3 separate regions of the Zea mays genome follow, and all the other regions are linked to region 3. The links are chromatin contacts, called in public Hi-C maps. All regions are on one chromosome and are shown on one strand. Each heading gives the region's core, a stretch centred on a gene start, on an enhancer-like site or on the middle of the called end of the contact. The rest is flanking DNA. Distances are from core to core; before and after follow the strand shown.

Region 1 (3,764 bases), core at 923-3,422, 200 kb after region 3:
ATGTATAATTAGGTTTGCATGCATGCATGGAGTTTATTTCTTTTTTTTTTTCTAGCAATCAAGGATGGAGTAATATCAGAATGGTTTAATGATCATACCGGAATGATTTGAAGAAAAAGAACAACAAGATGGATGGATGAGATGGGACCCCTACTCCCTCCTCATAACGTCGAAGAAACGAGGCCCATCGCAGCATCCCCTGATTAGATGGTCGACTGACTACATGTAATCACGCACCTGGCACTTGGCAGAATTTTTTAGAAGCAACATATCGATCAGGAATGATGAGCTGAGTTTCTGGACTACCAACCATTATTAAACGATAACAGAGCAGCACGACAAGCAACAGAGTACGTACCCTAGTTCCATTCTTCGTGTTGTAGTCTGTTCCATAAACTATGAGCTGAGGTAACCTCCCATCAGCGACTTGCTGCACGCACGGGTTGTTCGGGACAGTATGCGCCTAAAGACGCCAACCCAACTGGAAAACGTAAAATAGAAAACGCCCTATGACACTACGCCATCACTCCTCATCAGCTTCACTTGTCCAGCGCTCAGCTCTGAACATGCCCCCCACCCAGACACACACAGACCTTCAGATACTGTTTGTACCGAAACAGCGGCATTAGGATACCGCTTAACCATATAGTAATCTTCCCGAGTCGACGAGTCCACCGATAGATTGGACCATCTGATCAACACTTGTGGCAAATGGCTGAAACCTCCTGCACCTCCTTCTTGATATTATCATCATCCCCTTTCAAAGTAACCTCCACCCCTGCATCATGAAAGACCAAGACCTTGTTTGCCCAATCACATTCCATAGGGCTATGTGATTTCAGCCAGTCATAACCCAAGATGGCGTCATACGGTCCCAGATCCAACACTCTCATATCAGTGTGGAACGTGTGGCCATTTGCGCACCAGGCAAGCTGAGGAACCAACAAATCCGACGTTAGGGACTCGCCATTTGCCAATGTGAACCTGGCTGGAGGACAAGAAACAGCAGACAAACGAGCCCGAGCCACCAGATTCTTGTTGATAAAGCAAGTAGGACTCCCGGAATGAATTGACAACAGCAACGTAACTTTGTTCTTCAAAAGACCCCGCACCTTCATGCACCCTTTACCAGTAGTACCACTGATCGCCTTGGCCTTGACTGCTGTGGACGAGGACCTCGACTGGAACACTGACCTTGTCGACCTTCCTTTGTATTGATCATTCAGTTCATCCTGCAACTTGGCAATTAGTACTGCTCGATCCAAAGTGGTGGGCATCTGAGATTGCACCGCCCCTTGCAAATCATACTCCAGACCCCAAATAAACTGAGTGACAAAGAGCACCTCACCCAACTTTGGGTTATGCAGCGATACCATGTACCGTGCTTCCTCGAACGCCCGCACAAACTCGTCCAGTGACCCCGTCTGCCTGAGACCCATCAATCTCCTCATCGCCTTTGGATACTCGTCTGCGCCAAACTTGTTCAACACATCCCGAGTAAAATGATTCCACCCCGTCCTCTGTTTCAGTCTATGCACGTGAAACCAGCGAGCAGCAATCCCTTCCAAGTGCAGAGACGCCACTTGTACCCACATAGCTTCAGAAACCTTGAAAATATGGAAGTAATCCAAACACTTGTCCAACCAAACTCTCGGATTAGCACCATCAAACTTTGGGAATGACATCTCAGGCAGTGGATTGATCTGAACACCCTTCTGAGGACCCTTCCGTACCTGAACAGGGGGTGAAGACCTAGATGACGGGCTGGTGGATCCGCTCCTCCTGGACTTCTCCGTCTCCGCCGCCATGGATTCCAGCTGTACCCGCGCCAGCAGCTGCCCAGATTCCTCCACTTGACGCGACAGAACAGAACGCTCCTTCGCCGCCTGCTTGGCCGCCTGCGCCGCGACCTCCGACTGCTCCACCAACTGGCGCTGGACCTTGGCGAACTTTCCCAGGCGCTGATTCATGTTCTCCAACGAATCCAACGCCCGCTCCCAGTTCTCCGCGACTTTCACCCTCTCCGCGGCCATCGCGTCCAAGACGAAATGAGTCTGTACGGAAGGCTTCGCCATAGGCGCCGTTGTGACGGCTCCGTCGATCAAACCCCCACACCAAGGATAGCTGGCTGAGTACAACTAGAGCCAGTCGCGAGCGACACCGAGCAAACTTGAGAAGCAAGTTGAAAATGTTTTTACCCAGTCCCCACGCACACCACTTGGCTAAATAGCCGGTTTACAACATGATAATTTCATCTCTACACCACTTGGTAAATATAGAGATGAAATTAGGTTTTGAGTGAGTTTGTAAATTTAGTAACTTGGTTTACATAATTGTTCGAGAAAGTCTTTTTGAAATTTCTTAAATTCTTATTTAGAGAGTTATTTACACAGCTACTAAAAATGCTCTTAGGTATATAAGGTCATTCTCAATGATAGTTTTATAGGAGTTTCACTCATTAAATGGTGTGCTATGTCAGCATTTTGGATGATGTGGCAACTAATTAATGAAGAAAGGGGTAGATTTTTTCATGGGGATGAAAACATGTATATAGTGTTACCTAGACATATTATCTCTTGTATGGTACCTATAAAACCATGTCAAATGAAACTCTCCACTACGGGAGACAGTTTCAACCAAAACTCCAGTTATTTATTAATTATGCGGTATCTTATAAATTTAAGAGGTATTTGGTTTCTAGTGACTAATTTTTAGTCTATCTATTTTATTCCATTTTAATTACTAAAATATTAAATACGGAAATTGACAAAAAAATAGTCACTAAAAAGCAAACATCCACTTACCAAACCAAACACGCCCTCCCTGTCAGTCGAGCAAGGGTCCTCCCGGTAACCTAAAACCCAAGACAAACCATCCAACGGTCCATTAGCACGGTCCCGTTCAGCCAACGGCCAGATGGGCCACCGAGTACCTTTGTGCTCTCCGATATATTAGTCCAGCCCCAAGCCCTAGAAGAGCTAAAACCCTTGCGGCGGCTACCTTTTCCCCAGCTCCCTCTCGTCTCGCGGCCGCCGCAGGCGAAACCCCCTCATCGCTTCGCGCTGTCCACCGACGAATCTTCCCCAGGTTCGAGGGATTTTACCGTCTCAACAGCTCGATTCTGTTGGCGCACGCGTTGCTATGTCTAATTTGGTTCCGTGATCCTTCGCTCGATGCATGTTAAGAGCGTGTGTATCTGTTGTTTCAGCTGAGTTAATCGGGGACTGGTCGTGTGCGGAGATGTTGGTGCTCTTCGAGACCCCCGCGGGGTTCGCCCTATTCAAGGTGCTCGACGAGGGGAAGCTCGACAAGGTCGAGGTGAGTGACCCCCGCTGCAATTTCTAAAGTCTGTTATTGATTGGGTTCCTTAAATTTGCTCTGCTCCATGCTTTTGTATTGAACCATCAGTGCTAATGTGCTATGCCTTTGTGTTCTTGTTGGCAGGATCTATGGAAGGAGTTCACGACGTCGGACTCAGCGAGAAAGGTCTGTATAGGATCAGCCACATTATGACATTATGTGTTTGTCGTTTTGAACAGATGGCACCGACTTAAGTGTCTCACTAACTCTTTTATTTCAGTGGAACACTGTGGACGTAGCCACTAGATATGTACTTCTACTTAGCTTAGGGTAGCTTAGATGGCTATGTTTTAGAATGTGTTTTCCGTAAGCTATTTCAAACATTTCACATTTCAAGCATCAAGCTACCAAATGCCAACAGATTTGTGCTGCACATATGGATGAAGCCACTTGGAAATCATGCA
Region 2 (4,097 bases), core at 1,504-4,003, 140 kb after region 3:
GTGGGAAATGTTTTCACTCAACTTAATTCCAAAAATTAATCCAGATAGTATGTGAATATCCAGAAACAAACCAATCCAATAAAAAAATCAAATTAAATGAAAACTGCTAAAAGCTGGGGGGGACTTGAACCGGAATACCGCAGATTCGCTTGGCAAGGACTCATAGGTTTTAAATCTAAAAGTGTAAAGTTTAGATACAAACATGGCCTACCCTCAGTGAATTAACTACGTTATCACGTGATGAGAATCTGTAGGCTAACAATATCACGTAATTCATAACTAAAATTTAGTACGTGTCACATCGAACATTTGAATGTCTTTACCACGTTAGCACCATCGATATAGTTGGAATTAACTACGTTATCACGTAATTCTCATCTGTAACAATTGGACATTATCATCTCAGTGACATGTCTTAACTTTCCACTTTGAGATAGAGAGCATGACTGTCTACTATATTTTGTTGCCTCAATCAAATAGATAAGAAGCTTTGTGCATATGGCCAACGACGCCTTCGGCAGGAGAGTCGCCAAACTTCTTGGCGATGTCTTTCATGTGTTGCTTTTAGTTCTTTTAAAGACTCCTCTGAGTGTTGGTATGTTTCTAATTTGTTAGGTTAGTTCTTAATCATTTCGTAGATGCCTTCCTTCTCGCATAATGACGCAAGATGTTATATTTGGCTTCTGCTGATCATGCCTATATATGCATCTGTGATGTGAATTGAGATTCATTGAGCAACACATGCCTTCTATGTTGGAGATGGGGTTTTAAATAGTGATAAAATTTATGGCAGGTGTTTTTTAAATACATACATATGTACATATAAATTTTGTTCCCTCAAAACGTACTAACCCTCTCCGTGTTTTTGCAGTATCTGACCGAGAACAATTATTTCGTGATGATTGGGGTAATTGGGCTGCCCGGTGTAGGCAAGTCAACCATCATGAACGAGCTTTATTAATATGATGCAAGCTACCTGGTACGATACAGCTTCACTTTTGTTGTGCTCTTTTTAGTGTCGTGCAAACACTTGGATTCATTGCTTACTGAGATGTCATTCTAATGATTATCGTGTAGGTCCACTTTTCTACATGTACATTATTCTTAATATTTCTACCATGTAATATCTTTTGGTAGCTTGCATCGTATTAATAAAAAATCGCTAGGAGAATTAGGTAGCTAATAAATAGTTAGTTAACTACTAGCTAATTTGCTGAAAATAACTAATAGTTGAACTATTAGCTGATGTCTTTAGCTAATTTAAACAGTTAAGTAATATCTCTAGCGCATTCAAACACCCCTTATTACTTCAAAGGCTGAAACCATCGACCCTGCGTTTACGATGACGTGCAGTGGTAACAAAAGAGATGCCAAGTGCGCTGAGGATGCAGAGGCCAGAACATACATACAGTTCCCATTTTCTGAACACAGAAACCAATGGCACCGTCGAATTCAGAAAGAGCAGAAAGCAAGTTCTTTTTTTAACTTTCTTTCTGATTTGGCTGGTATGATGATGTCTGTAGCACCTGTGATTAACTTTTAAACTCTTTGGGCACAGGGAATGGAAGTGAGTACTAAGAACAGAGCAAGTGATATTTATGTTTCTAGATAAACAGGCGTGAGGCGTGGAGTAAAAACAGAGGAGGTAAAGAAAGGGCCTTCAATCGTGAGGCATTCATTTTGATTGTTCGAAATGACAGACTTTGACATTTGTTACGATTGTTAAGTTGATTCTTGATAGTAACACTAAATAATGATCTATGCGTGTATAAGTGTCGTCCGTTGCAACGCACGAGCATATACCTAGTTAAGCTTAAGAAAAAAGATTTAGTTTCCCAAACTAAAAGAAACTAAACGAGGAAATCTTGGATTTGTCTTACCGTAACTGTTGACCCCAACAAGTCGTTGAACTCCTCAGCGAAGCTGCGGAAGAAGGCCTCGTAGGCCTGGAGCGGCGACCTGCCGACGAGCACTGGGAGCTCGTCGACGGCGAAGGAGATGCACCCGACGCGGCGGCGCCCGGAGCGGTCCGTGAAGAGCACGTCGGGGTCGGCGGCGGCAGCGTCGGCCACCCACTCGGGGAGCGCGTCGCCGTCGGTGCGGAGCGAGACGCGGAGGTCGAGCCCCGCGTCGCGGACCATGGCGGCGACGGCGCGGTACCCGGCCCACTCGAACCAGGCCCCGGACCCGGGCTGCACGGCGGCCCAGGACACCGGCAGCTCCACGCCGTCGACGCCGAGCAGCTTGAGCGCGCGCAGCGCCGCCGAGACGGCCCTGGAGCGGCTCACCCCGCGGCCGTCGGAGACCACCGCGTCCGCGGGGAGGCCCACGAACAGCCTCACCGCGCCATCCGCCGCCCGCTCGGCGGCGGCCTCGGACTCGGACTCGGAGACGAGCGCCCGCACGGGGCCCGGCAGCCTGCTGCCCCGGAGGACAGGGAGAGCCCCGCTGGCTGCACGCCGCGCCGCGCCGAGCCGGACGACGCCGGCTAGCTGCTGGCCGCGGCCAGCCCGCGACGCGTCCCCCACGCACCGCCACCTCGCAGGCACCGTTGCCGCCGTCTGGTGCATCAGCGCGGCCTCCATTATTGGCTGCTGTCCTAGTGCCCTGTGTCTGCCGCGTCAGCAGCTGGTCGGGACGCGTCGGTCGCTGCGCTTTGCACTTTTCTGGTTGGTTCGCTTGGCGGTAGTAGTGGTACAGATTTTTTGCACCCAATTTTTCGCGCGGGCCTATTTATGGGAGACGAGAGCAGGGCAGGTGACAGCCGAGGAACAGTAGGGCGGTGCCACGTGGCAGGAGTCCAGCGCGCCGCAAATAATGCAGGAGGCCAGCGCGCCGCAAATAATGCAGGAGGTCAGGTGCTACTTGCTAGGCAAGTTTATCGCCGGGTTTTCCTGCGCCGTGTGCTCTTACCGCCTCACTAGCGGGTGGGGCCTTCCCGCTCTATCGCGTCAGAGATACTTGCCGCCCAGGTCGAATGACGAGGTGGGTGCGGGTGGGACCGTGGGACTACCTTGGAAAAGACGAGCGTCGGAGCGTGGGCCCTGGCGGATCCGACACTCTTCCTCGGAACGTGGGGACAGTTTGAGGGCGTTTCCGTCACTCGGCACCATCCATAGTAACTTGTGGATAAGGGCGCCACGTAGGAACGCGGAGGCACCACGCAGACTAGGGTATACGGAGCCGGGCGCGTGCCCGCGTGTCGCCGACGTGTAGGTGTGGGTGTGGCTGGGAGGCGAAGAATCGCTGACCCGAGCCGCGTTTGTGGCCACCGGTTCACGGCGCCGCGCCGCCGATTTTGGGGACGATGCGTTCGTTTCCGGGCTCTTCCTGCGGTCTGCATGCGACGGTGGTGGCTTTCCGCGCCATGCGAAGCTGCTTTTGGATATCGATCCAGGACCAACCAGTCTGGGGAAGGGGAATCCATGATGGGAGATGCCGTGGACACGTCTCCTTTCATGGCAAAAAAAATGTTAATATCGGATGAGTTCTCGTGAGAAAATATATACACGGAAATTTTGCAGCAAATCTAAAGATCAGCTTCATCCGAGGTTTTCCAAGTTGAACAAGAACCCAAAAACTTTGCCAAATGCTTGCGTCTGCTCAAATCTACTGGTCCGATGCTGATGAAGGAGCAGCTGGGAACGGCAGGAGACGACCGTCCATGTAGCCTGGCTTCGTGACCACGCCACGCTCAGGCCAGGCTCCGACAAAAAACAAGGGGCGGGCCTTTCCAGATCCAGTTGGCCGGACTTGGCTAGGAAGCAGCACTGGCGTCCCCTCACGGTCATCGTGGGGCAGGCCGGGCCTCGGCCACACCACCTGCAGCCTGTCCAACTGAAATGAGAGGGGAGGGTCGGCGAGACGCGAGCAAGGCGGCAGCAGCGAGTGCGGTGGTCCGACGAGAGCATTAGATGTTCAATGAAGATGTCAGCATGGACGAATGGTGTGAGGCGATAGATCTAAAAAACACCCCAACAGAAGAGGCGACAGTACCAAAACTATCCTGCCAAGATCTTAGATAGGCAGGCGAACCACACAAATGGTTTTCTCCTATTATTATCCCATGCAAAGCAAGACTGGCTAGTCAGCCTTAG
Region 3 (3,609 bases), core at 449-2,948:
GCTGGGAGCTGAGGTCCTCGATCTTGGCCTCGCCGAATATGACGTATGTGTCTGAGTTCGGGCTCTTGAACACATCTGGCTTCGAGATGACAAACAGTATCTGGGAAAAATATGTGCATTTATCATGTTAGCCAGACAACAATAAAGATAATATATACCATGTTAGCCAGACAACAATAAAGATAGGCCAGTTTGCGTGGTGAATTACATTCTTGCTTTTCTTCACAGTGACACGGCTGACACCAGTGATGGGCTTCATGCCAAGCTTCAGCATGGCTTTGCGGCTCTTCTTCTCACTCCTGCTTTGCTTTGACTTGCCGCTGGCATCCCCTTCTTGTCCTGAAGATGAAAATGACACCAATACTTGTCAGATACAGGTCTGCAATTGTTTCACACACCAGAGATAAAAACAGACAGCAAATTCAAAGGGTGCAGGTTAACAGGAAAACTAATGGCATAGCATTTGTTTGCCCACACAGGCTTCTGCACTGATCACAAACAAATGAGACTGCCTAACTAAGCAATTCAGTTTACTGTTTATAGCTGGGGTGTGTGTTTTCCAAGGATGTGGTTGATATGTAGCTGATATAGATAAAACAATATAGACAGTGCAATAGGGCAGTTATGTTAACCAGTAGCAGCAAAAACATCAACCACCTACAAGCATTGACAAGCTATGCATAACGTCAAACTTAACAAAATCCACTCTGGATCTTCATACATTGAGACAAAAGTCAATAACTGGCTTTAAATACATGGAAATATGATACATCAGACATGAAGATATCCTGCTCACAATACACTTGACTGTACAATCGAAATCACATTCACATATCAATTTACAGTGCCAGAAACAAATCTATACATATCCCTTACTCTATTATGTACATGTACAGGCACAGCAGTTCACGATTAAGCATCCAGAACTAGAAGTGCCAAATCATTTCACATAAATGATACAGACGGGTGAAGGGTGACAACGAGTTAATAAACATTACAAGCTCCAAGATATCAAGCCATCACTGTTTCACACATTATCTGAATAGAACTAAAGAGACATTCTCAGATCATAGTAACTCACCGTCAAGTTCATCATCATCCTCATCGTCCTCATCGTCGTCGTCCTCCTCATCCTCCACCACAACCTCCTCTGCCTGTTCATGGCATTAAACAGATAAGTATGCCAGTGGCACACATCCGAATAGTTGATGGACAACATTACCACGAAAACATATTGCGAGACGGCAAGCGAGATTAGAAGAATCGCGCCGCCCCCGTAACAAAAATAACAGTCCACGAAAAGCCGAGTCTATCAGAACCAACCATTTCCACCGTCCATAACAATAATATAATAATAAATAAATAATGCTCCTATAAAATGATGGAGCTTTACATGGTCCAGCAAGACCCACCTACGAAATCATTCTACTTCAAGTTCGTGGATCTGCAGCTAGAAATAAAACATCAAATCTATTTTGGACTGCAGTATCCATAGCCTATGCGACAGCGATTCCCCTTCTGATTCGGACCGTTCGGGAGGAGTGTGTGCGAAATCTCACCTCGGTCTTCTGCTCCTCGAGCTTCTGCTGCTCGATCTGGGTGGCGAGCTCCTCCGCAGTCTGCGCCGTCATCCTGGCGTCTCGGTGTTGTGGAAGGGAATGCGGGCAGAGCGACGGCGGCGACTTGGCAAAAAACCCTAGAGCAGACTCGCGCGTGCGGGCATTATTTATTGGAGGTTGAATCACACTAAACACCTCCATTTGTTGGGAATTTACATACACTCTAAAAAGATCGTACAGTATAGGTGTCCGAACCGAAGGGAAGTTGGTGATGGGCAGCGGCAGGGTTGTTTGGAACTTTCATCAAAAATAGTTTTACTCTAAAAAGTTAGCTAAATAGTTTAGACATATAAATCCAGAATTAACAAAACAAAATTAGACCTAGAGACTAATTTACTATTTTGATAGAGCACTTTAAAGTGTACACCACGAACTCAAGTTTGACGAGGTTGAAAAAATTGTCTATCACTATCACTTGGTGCACTCTCTCGTACACATTGGCTTCTTTTTATTTTTCTCTTGTTTCCGACTACTGACTAAAGTTTAGTCCAGATCTTTCCCACTACAACCATGTTTGGTTCTATTAGTCTTGGTCTAAAGTTTAGTTCATGTCTTATTTGGTTGTAGAGCTAAATAGATTCTAAACACATTAAATACAGAATATAAATACCGAAATACTCCTTTTTCTTATTTTCGCCGATTTTTTAGGCAAGGGCAATTGAATTAAATATTGTCCTTTAGTTTCTTTTTAGTACCTATATAAAGGGCTAGACACTAAAATCAATTAGTCTATATTTTAGTCCTTCCATTCGGTAATGGAGACTAAATAGGACTATGTCGGACTTTGTTCACCACAACGTCATGTTCTTTTCTAGCTCCCCTTATCGGTTGAACGACCATGACCTCTGTTAAGGGCACGTTTGATTTTATGGACTAAAGATTAGTCTCTTTATTTTAGTCTTATTTAGGCCCCGTTTGATTTGGAGTGACTAAAGTTTAGTCAATTTTAGTCCCTAAAGAAACAAACATGATGACTAAAGTAGGATGACTAAACTTTAGTTCTTTAATTACAAAGAAGGTGACTAAAAAGGACTAAAGTATGATCTTTACCTTATTTGCCCTCTTCACTTTCTTTTTGCAACAAACAACCACTAATTAATAGGGGTAATACAGTCATTATTCACAAAAAGTAATGCTCTTTAGTCTTGTTTGGTCACTGGAACTAAATGAGGTACTTTAGTGACTAAATTTTAGCCAAGTGACTAAAGGAACCAAACATGACCTTAATTAGTCTCTAAATTGCTATACGGTGGAACTAAAACATGGACTAAACTGCTTTAGTTTCTAGTCCCTCAAGGAGTGACCAAAATAAACTAAACCATATTAATTTCACTTTTTACTCCTCATTTATTTCAGTTGCAGTAATTGTGGGAGCATGCTAAGGAGTATTTTGATCTTCTTATTATTCATTTAATATGCTCTGAATATTTTGATCTTCTTATTATTCATTTAATATGCTCTGAATACTTTTATTCCCTATAACCAAACAAAGTATGGACTAAATTTTAGTTTTCTAACTAAACTTTAGTATGTGGACTAAACCAACTAAACATGCCCTTAAAAAATAAGGTTATATATTTATGGTGATCTCTATTAAAGTTAGAAGAGTGTATATATATGTGTGTCTCGAATGGGCATGGCCAGATGGTGGCCTCAAGTTCATTTCCTTTTTCTAACGTCATGCGGTGTTTGGATCAAAGCAACGAGTTTATTTCCATGTGATCATAGTCATCTGAATTTGCAGCATTGGTCCCCTGCCGCCCCAGCTCCTCTTCGCAGCACACCTACTTTTCCCAGTTGTGATGATGCTACCTGTAAACGCAAGAAAGAATATAGCACTCCTACTCGCTGTGCTCGTGCTCGTGCAATTATCTTCAGTTATCAGCACCATTGTATGTACTGTAAACTGGTATAGAAAATTAAAGAACACACTTATGTGGAGATTCAATGGAGTGGACACTAATATTTGTGTAATTCTTGGAACTGGTTT

The links. A called contact is a pair of places that touch in the nucleus more often than the background predicts.
Region 1: a Hi-C map of leaf shows a contact between it and region 3, with 6 times the contacts expected there. The contact joins the promoter of LOC100272714 here to the promoter of LOC100281031 in region 3. A contact is called at or near these places in 4 of 25 Hi-C or Micro-C datasets (bundle sheath, ear, leaf and 1 more).
Region 2: a Hi-C map of bundle sheath shows a contact between it and region 3, with 4 times the contacts expected there. The contact joins the promoter of LOC103639137 here to the promoter of LOC100281031 in region 3. A contact is called at or near these places in 8 of 25 Hi-C or Micro-C datasets (bundle sheath, endosperm, leaf and 3 more).

Annotation. Positions count from the first base shown.
Region 1 is chr9:135,205,136-135,208,899 of Zm-B73-REFERENCE-NAM-5.0, forward strand. LOC100272714 reads right to left here and starts at 2,173. Exons shown (of 1, transcript NM_001147167.1): 1 at 260-2,173. The coding sequence starts at 2,075. The coding sequence ends at 696. It overlaps LOC103639139 (probable nucleolar protein 5-2), which reads left to right and starts at 3,012. Exons shown (of 10, transcript NM_001346697.1): 1 at 3,012-3,087; 2 at 3,186-3,318; 3 at 3,445-3,486. The coding sequence starts at 3,241.
Region 2 is chr9:135,140,802-135,144,898 of Zm-B73-REFERENCE-NAM-5.0, forward strand. LOC103639137 (inactive beta-amylase 9) reads right to left here and starts at 2,754. Exons shown (of 2, transcript XM_008661933.2): 1 at 1,881-2,754. The coding sequence starts at 2,585. It overlaps LOC103639136 (a long non-coding RNA gene), which reads left to right. Exons shown (of 4, transcript XR_002264891.3): 2 at 872-979; 3 at 1,354-1,505; 4 at 1,559-1,716. LOC103639138 (a long non-coding RNA gene) reads right to left here. Exons shown (of 2, transcript XR_559253.4): 2 at 3,964-4,097.
Region 3 is chr9:135,005,926-135,009,534 of Zm-B73-REFERENCE-NAM-5.0, forward strand. LOC100281031 (nascent polypeptide-associated complex alpha subunit-like protein) reads right to left here and starts at 1,699. Exons shown (of 4, transcript NM_001367098.1): 1 at 1,560-1,699; 2 at 1,082-1,154; 3 at 209-339; 4 at 1-100. The coding sequence starts at 1,631.